Linked DNA regions of Mus musculus: region 2 is linked to region 1. Evidence: chromatin contacts called from public HiChIP or PLAC-seq data. All regions are on one chromosome and are shown on one strand. The core of a region is the stretch at or near the end of the contact, and the rest is flanking DNA. Distances in the headings are between cores, read along the strand shown. Region 1 overlaps Slc30a6 (solute carrier family 30 (zinc transporter), member 6). Region 2 holds the start of Nlrc4 (NLR family, CARD domain containing 4).

Region 1 (3,731 bases), core at 446-2,945:
CAGAAAGTGCTTTGTCTCCTGTCAGGTTATCAGTTGAAGTCTCTGCGTTAAGTCTGCCGTCTTTCTGGTGTCAGGTACAGGAAGAGTCGAGGAAGGCTCATCTGTCTTATCACCTCTCCTCACACTCCTCTGATTATTATTTTTCCACTAAAGCTTGACAGGAAAGAGTTCTAAAAGCTGACTCTGGAGTGCCGACGTTCCCCCTGCCCCAGCCCCCTACACACACACACACACACACACACACACACACACACACCAGGTGCTCTCTTGACAGTAGCAGCTGTTGTTTTCTAGAGTTGTTTTTGATAATTTTTGGCAGAGTGTTAAGTTGTAAGTTGACATTTAAGATTGTGAACTGTTTCCTTGCAGTAACTACTTTGCCGTGGACACTGCGTCAGCCATTGCCATTGCCCTGATGACGTTTGGCACCATGTACCCCATGAGTGTGTACAGTGGGAAAGTGCTCCTCCAGGTGAGGCTCTTGTGATCACCGAGTCTGCTGGTCTAACGTGAGCCGGGTTTCCGTCCCAGCATGCTGTGTCTTCCAGCAGATAAAGCGCGCCCTTAGCAGTGAAGTCAGACAGTGTTCTCTGAGCTCACTTAGCAGAAATGGGTTGGAATTTTATTGCCATGTGATAATTTAGGCTTATACTCGTATATGTTCCTGTTACATGCAATCATAAATTTATATTTGTTTGTTCTAGTCATGTTTTAAATGGAAATAATGCTATGTAACTTTTTTTTGGATATTTCATTTCTTTGGGTAAATACGCTCTGGTCTGTTTTCTATTGCTTTTTCCCCTGTCATTGATCATCGTAGTGACAATAAGGGTATTAAAGTAATATAAACAGGGTTTCCAGAATTAGGTGCGTGTACATCCTGCTCTTAGTAATAAAGACAAGGTAATCCTTTTTGTTTTGTTTTGTTTTGTTTTGTTTTTCGAGACAGGGTTTCTCTGTCTCTGTGTAACCTTGGCTGTCCTGGAACTCACTCTGTAGACCAGGCTGGCCTCAAACCCAGAAACCTGCCTGCCTCTGCCTCCCAAGTGCTGGGATTAAAGGCGTACGCCACCACCGCCCAGCCTGACAACATAGTCCTTATGTAGTACTATACACTAAATGAAATGTTGCTTTTCTATTTCTTATATACTTTTTGTTTAATTTGTTGGTTGGTTCTTTTTTACTTCATTTTATTTATTTTTTTATTTCACTTTCTTTATTCATTTATTTATCTTTTTTCTTTTTGAGACAGTGTTTCACTGTGTAGTCCAGGCTGGCCTCTTCTCTCCCACAATGGTGCTAGCATTAAAACTGTAAGCCCCCTTGCCCGGCCTGCTATTTTATTATATGTGTGTGTGCTTGAGTGTCTGTATGTGTGCCTTGTGCAGGGAGAGTTCTCGGGTGTCAGGAGAGAACTCAGATATCCTGGAACTGGAATTATAGACAGTTGTGAGTCTCTGTGTGGATGCTGGGTACCAAACTCTGCTCCTCTACAGAGGCAGTAAGCATTCTTTTTTTGTTGTTGGCTTTCGATTTTTTTTTGAGACATGCTTTCATCATTGCCTTCACTGTCCTGGAATTCACTGTGTGGATCAGGCTGGCCTCGAAGTCACAGAATTCCTCCTAAAGGTGTGTCTCACCACCACAGAAAGCACATGCTTAACCGCTGAGCCATCCGTCCCTCAGCCCTGTGCTGGTTGGATCCGTTGGTCTTTGTGGATTCTAGAGAAATGGAGCAGCTTCTCTGTGGGTGTGATGTACTCCTCCCTGGGAGCCCCTCCCGCTCTCGCTGGCTTTCTCCTTAATGTGTTTTTGTTCCTGACAGAAACCACCTAGGAAAGCTAAAAGCACACAAGTGAGTTCTCTGGAGATGACCCACCCACTGTTTTACATAACCTGCTTTGGGTGAGCGCTAAGAATGCAAGGTCCCTAGAGACTTCATGCCAGGATGGCTTCTTGCTGCTGATGTGCCTTTCCTGTCACTATTACATAGCCTAGTGATTCCTGGATGTCAGCCCACCCTATTTATTGGGCAAATTTCACGCAGATCAACATGCATATGAACTTTCATGAATTAATGCTATTTAGATGAATTAATGACTTTATGGAATTCCTGATTTGATTCAAATAATTTTAGGAAAAAAATTTAAGGAGATAGTTTTAGTTGTTTTGCCAGAAAGATGTAATAAAGTTAGAATCCAGAAGAGAATATGTGCCCTCCTTAGAATAGTAAGCAAAGGTTGCATACTTTTGGGATACGATGACCCTTCATAATTACACAAAGAAGAGAAATTGTCTTGGGATAAATTTGTAATCAAGAAAAAACAGTCATTCTAGGTCAGGTCCAAGGATGAGGCTGTACAGGTGTGCACTATGATAAAGCCAGGCCATGGGAAACTGATTCTTTGGACTTAAAATGAGCTTACAGAATGAACCACTGCTTTGAACTTACTATCAATGTCCTTCCATAACTCCTCCTTTGTGTGACATTTTATCTATGAGATAATTGTCTAAAGAGCTTTTGTCTAAGAAGGTATAAAAAGGCCAGAACAAATAAGGTGGCAGCTTGGGGGGCTCTGCCCGGTCCATCCAAATGTATATATGTGTATGTCTGTTTGTCTATGTGTATGTATGTACACACATGTGTAGTTATATGTGTTATATATGTGTATGTATGTACACACATGTGTAGTTATATGTGTTATATATGTGTATGTATATACACACATGTGTAGTTATATGTGTATGTATGCGAGTATGCATGAACACTTGTGGAATTAATGAAACATGTAGTTGGGCCTGGCCAAAGTGTATGTGTGTGTGTCTGTCTGTGCGTATTGTCTGTGTAAATTATTTTCTTTCTTTTCTGTCTGGTTTTTAAAGAATACACCAGTTCCAAGCCTCTCTCCTGGCCAGAGAGAGGTCCTTGAGCCAGAAAGAAAAGAGCCCTAGCAACTAAACTTTTTCTTTCCCTTCTTCATCCCCTGTTGCTGCCAGCAGGAGTTTATTACCAGAAACCAGCAGCATCCCGCCACGGAATAGTCAGAAACCAGCACTTATTAGCACAAAATAGTAAGATCGAGTTGCAAGGTCAGAGATCATCAGTCTTTGACCTTCGTCTGAAGCTGAGACCCACCTCCTGCCATTCATTCTAAAGGCCAGGGCAGGCTCCTGGCATGCTCAAAAACAAAAACAAACAAAATGTGTGTGGGCCATTAGTGATGTAATTAGGCCAGTGAGACCTCTGTCTGTCAAAAGCCAAGGCTGGTTTGACATCCATTTGTGGGTGTTAGGGGGACATCAGAACCATTATTGCAAAGTTCGTTCCTCTCTAGGCTGTTCATGTTTTATTTTATTTTATTTTTTTAGACAACACCACCTCATGTTATCGGTCAGTTGGACAAACTGATTAGAGAGGTAAGTTGAAATAGTAAATATGTTATCTTTCATAATTATGTTAGAGAAACAAAAGGGTGGGTATGTATAATATATTAACTGTAGAATTTTCTTCTAGGAGAGGTTGTGTGTGTTATACTAATAGTAGAAGCTATAACATAAGGACAAAAATAGAAAAATTTAAGAAACTGCTCAGCTTAAGAAGACAAATTGACTTGAAGTAAATGTAGAAGATAATGGTCAGAAGGCATCATATTAACTGAATAAATGATCTTTCTCATTCTTTGACTAAAGCCAAAAGTCCAAGCCTACATGCTAATCTACCCAGATTCTCA
Region 2 (3,731 bases), core at 630-3,129, 42 kb after region 1:
TTAAAAATAATTGTTAAGAACAAAAATTAATTCTTTAAAAATTCAAGGCAAGCCAGGCACATGCCTTTAATCCTAGCACTTGGGAGGCAGAGGCAGGTGGATTTCTGAGTTCGAGGCCAGCCTGGTCTACAGAGTTAAGTTCCTGGATAGCCAGGGCTACACAGAGAAACCCTGTCTCAAAAACCAAATACATACATATATACATACATACATACATACATACATACATACATACATACAATTCAAAACAAGGTGGAGTTGTGACCAGTTTGACCATCTGGATTTGGAGTCATGCCCTGAAAATCTTCCTACCCACCCAAAATACCGGAATTGTGTGGAAGCGATCCTTTTCTTATGTTCATGCCTTGGCAAATAAGATTCTCTTTCTTATTTGAAACAAGGTCATACAGCATAGCCACGTCTGGCCTGGGACTCACTGTCTAGCTCAGTCTAGTCTCAGACTCATGGTAACGCTCTGGTCTTAGCCTTCTCAGTGTGAAGATGACTGCCATGAGCTCCCACATCCAGCTTAAGTGATAATGTTCTTTCAGATCGTGATGTGAGTTCCTCAGAAAACTGAAATCCTTCTTGACCTACGTCTCGTGTGTCACTCCCACAACTAGGGGGAAAGAACTCATATAATTGGCTACAGAAAGGCAGCATGTGTAAATTTTTTTCACATTGGTTGATTGGTGTGTGTGTGTGGGTGGGTGGGTGGGTGGGTGGGTAGGGGTGCTCGAGAGTGCCACGGCATTTGTGTAGAGATTAGAGAAAAACTAGCAAAAGTCAGTTCTCTCCTGGAATAATCTGTGTCCCAGGGATCAAACTCTGGTCAACAGGCTCGGCGACAAGTGCCCCTTCCCCCTGAGCATCTCCCCTGCCTCTGGATTATGCTTCCTTTGCTGAACTGTTAGCACTCACATCTGCTCCAAGCCTGGGACTATAGCGATGATTAACCAGGAAGACGGATGGAACAGAGGCCACCAGTCCCTGTGATTCATCTATCATTCCAGTATAAAAATGTCCTGATCTAGAATCTTCTTAGATCTCCTTTGGACACCCGCAGCTCACTGAATACTCTTAGTGCTATGTAAATAGTGTATGAAAATTGTCTATAGGCACAAGTGGGAGTAATGGGAGACTGGAAGAATAAAAGAGGTTAAGGGAAGTTAGGAGAGCCTGATTCCACCCCGGCAACGGGGTTATTAAGATGCTCTGAGATAAAGAATGGACACACCTTATCTGTTATCACACAACTCAAGTCTGTAAAGCACTTCCTAGACACACTGGGGCTGGAAACACCTCAGCACACAACGCAGGTCTGTAACACACTTTCTATAAGCATTCTTCCTATCCCCAAGAGGGACTTGCTTAACTTTTCTGTCCAAGTTCAAGTATCTTGTCAGAGGCTCAGGACACTGGACGGACCAAGCAGTCTCTCTCTCCCTCAGCTCTGGGTTTCCTTCCTGTGAGGCCAAAAAGCATTTTCTAAGTCTTTTTGTCTCCATAGTAAATACAAAGGCGTTCTCTAGGGCTCCAAATCCTTAACACCAACTCAGAAAAACGCAGCTAAACTCCAACAGACCAACCAGGCTAACCACCCGCCCCCAACACTGCCTACCCTCAAACCAAGTTTCCCTGCAGGCAAATCAGCCCAATGGGCAAACCATCCACTGCAGGACAACCTCACAGACACAGGCTTCAGTGGACCTAAATTCTAATTTCAGGATCTGACTCTAAAACTGATTTAAAAACCTATTCCCTCTCCCCGAGGTACCTGGCCAAGCAATCCAGTTGCCTTCGAAGGAAAAGTCGTCTTAAAAGTAATTTTCTTTCTTTCTTAATCCAAACTTCTTTGTCCATGAGAGACAACTGTAGAAAAAAGGAAGTGCCTGGTGGGTTCTTCTCTTGCTTAAGAACCATAATAATCGGGGTATTTACATAATTACGTAGCAAGAAAAAGGAGTGACTGAGTAGCCAGGAAGTAGGGACTTTGAACTTAGGCACTCTTTGCTTCCTGGTTATTCATGTGGTAAAGAGTTAACAACTGGGGCTGGAAGATGGCTCAGCCTTTAAGAGCACTGACTGCTCTTCCAGAGGTCCTGAGTTCAATTCCCAGTAACCACATGGTGTCTCACATCCATCTGTAATGGTATCTGATGCCCTCTTCTGGTGTGTCTGAAGACAGCAACAGTGTACTCATATACATTAAAAAAAAAATGAATAAATAAATCTTTAAAAGGTATGTTGCATTTAAAAAAAAAAAAAAAGAGTTAACAACTGTTTATTTCTCCAAGCAAAGGGAATGAGAAAGCTTTGAATGACAAGGCCCAGGAAGACAGGGTACTCAAAGTTCAAAAGCAGCAACTGTTCCATGAAGGTTGTGTGTGTGCGTGTGCGTGTGTGCGTGTGTGTGTGTGTGTGTGTGTGTGTGTGTGTGTTATTCTGTTTTGTTTTGTTTTGGGACAGACTCTTTTTACGTACCCTTGGCTACCCTGGTACTCCCAGTATAGATCAGGCTACCTTGAACCCCACAGAGACCCACCTGACTCTGCCTCCTGAGTGCTTAGATTAAAGGCACATCACTACTTAGTTTCAGGAAGCTTTTATATTAACAGGACAACAACAACAAAAAAGTCATCAATCAACATAATTTCAAATACATTGGTGGAAACATTGGGTAGGCAGGTTGTAGCAAAGAAAAGAAAGCCTTGGTAAAGACTCCAGATCTGAGGCCATCTTGAGCCATCTGGGTTGTTATGAGCTGGTACCCAGCTTTGTTAATAAATCCCACAGGTTTTTGCCCGATAGGTCAGACACAGAAGTGGATAATAAAGAAGTTCAAAGGGGCTGGAGAGATGGCTCAGTGGTTAAGAGCACTGACTGCTCTGCTAGAGGTCCTGAGTTCAATTCCCAGTAACCATATGGTGGCTCACAACCATCTGTAATGAGATCCGATGCTCTCTTCTAGTGTGTCTCTGAAGGCAGCTGCAGTGTACTCATGTAAATAAAAATCTTTAAAAAAAAAGTTCTAATCAGTTGATCAGCTTCTGTCTGGACTCTTAATTCTGGTATTTTAGACACTCAGTATGGTTTTTGCATGTCTTGTCTTATCTTGGACTTCTGATCCTCCTGCCTCTGCCTTCTAAGAAGATTGTGGGCATGAGCCACTATGCCTCACTCGGTTTTTTCATAATGAATGGGGATTAAGAGGTGGACAGAGAAAAGATGGAAAGTGAAATGTTCTGGTTTGGTTGGTTCAAGCATACTGTCACTGAGGACAGAGGCAAACAAACTTATCTCTGTACCTTGGTTTCCAGCAAAGCTGTACTCTCAGTCACTGGGGTCGGGGCAAGTTAGCCCAGGCTAGTCAGGTGTCCACACGATTGATAATGCATGAGACTCTTCTGAACTCACAAAGCCAGGGACTTGAGCGGACATACACATACTCAGCATCCCCGAATATACTAGAAAGCTAAGACATACTCAGCTTGAAACAGAGAGGCCTCGCTGCTCTCTGTCAACAGTGCTCTCTGTCAACTCTTTCCTCTGTCTTTGCACAAATTGCTGGAGACTGTTTTAATTTTTGTTGTAGGTTTTTTTTTGTTGTTGTTTAATGTTACACAACTACTTGTTTTAAAAAGAACATTCTAAGCCAGGCATTCTAGAAAAATGAGGCAAGCAGATCTCTGTGAGTTCAAAGCCAGCCTGGTGTACATAGTGATTTCCAA

The links. HiChIP or PLAC-seq counts read pairs in DNA pulled down with a chosen protein or histone mark.
Region 2: an H3K27ac HiChIP or PLAC-seq map of embryonic stem cells shows a contact between it and region 1, with 25 read pairs. The contact joins the promoter of Nlrc4 here to the enhancer-like site in region 1. A contact is called at or near these places in 1 of 39 promoter capture datasets (macrophages), 1 of 484 Hi-C or Micro-C datasets (bone marrow-derived macrophages), 4 of 115 datasets of contacts at active chromatin or transcription factors (the HPC-7 cell line, bone marrow-derived macrophages and embryonic stem cells) and 3 of 9 other capture datasets (adipose tissue, liver and pancreatic islet).

What each region holds. Positions count from the first base shown.
Region 1 is chr17:74,415,251-74,418,981 of GRCm38.p6, forward strand. It overlaps Slc30a6 (solute carrier family 30 (zinc transporter), member 6), which reads left to right. Exons shown (of 14, transcript NM_144798.6): 11 at 370-472; 12 at 3,370-3,417. Among named protein-coding and RNA genes, the nearest start is that of Slc30a6, 22 kb to the left of the region's middle. Within about 2 kb of position 1,696, at least 30 of the 459 cell types and tissues checked have an H3K27ac peak or open chromatin away from gene starts, as enhancers often do. A contact at or near this core is called in embryonic stem cells, where this site is marked.
Region 2 is chr17:74,457,229-74,460,959 of GRCm38.p6, forward strand. It overlaps Nlrc4 (NLR family, CARD domain containing 4), which reads right to left and starts at 1,880. Exons shown (of 9, transcript NM_001033367.3): 1 at 1,778-1,880.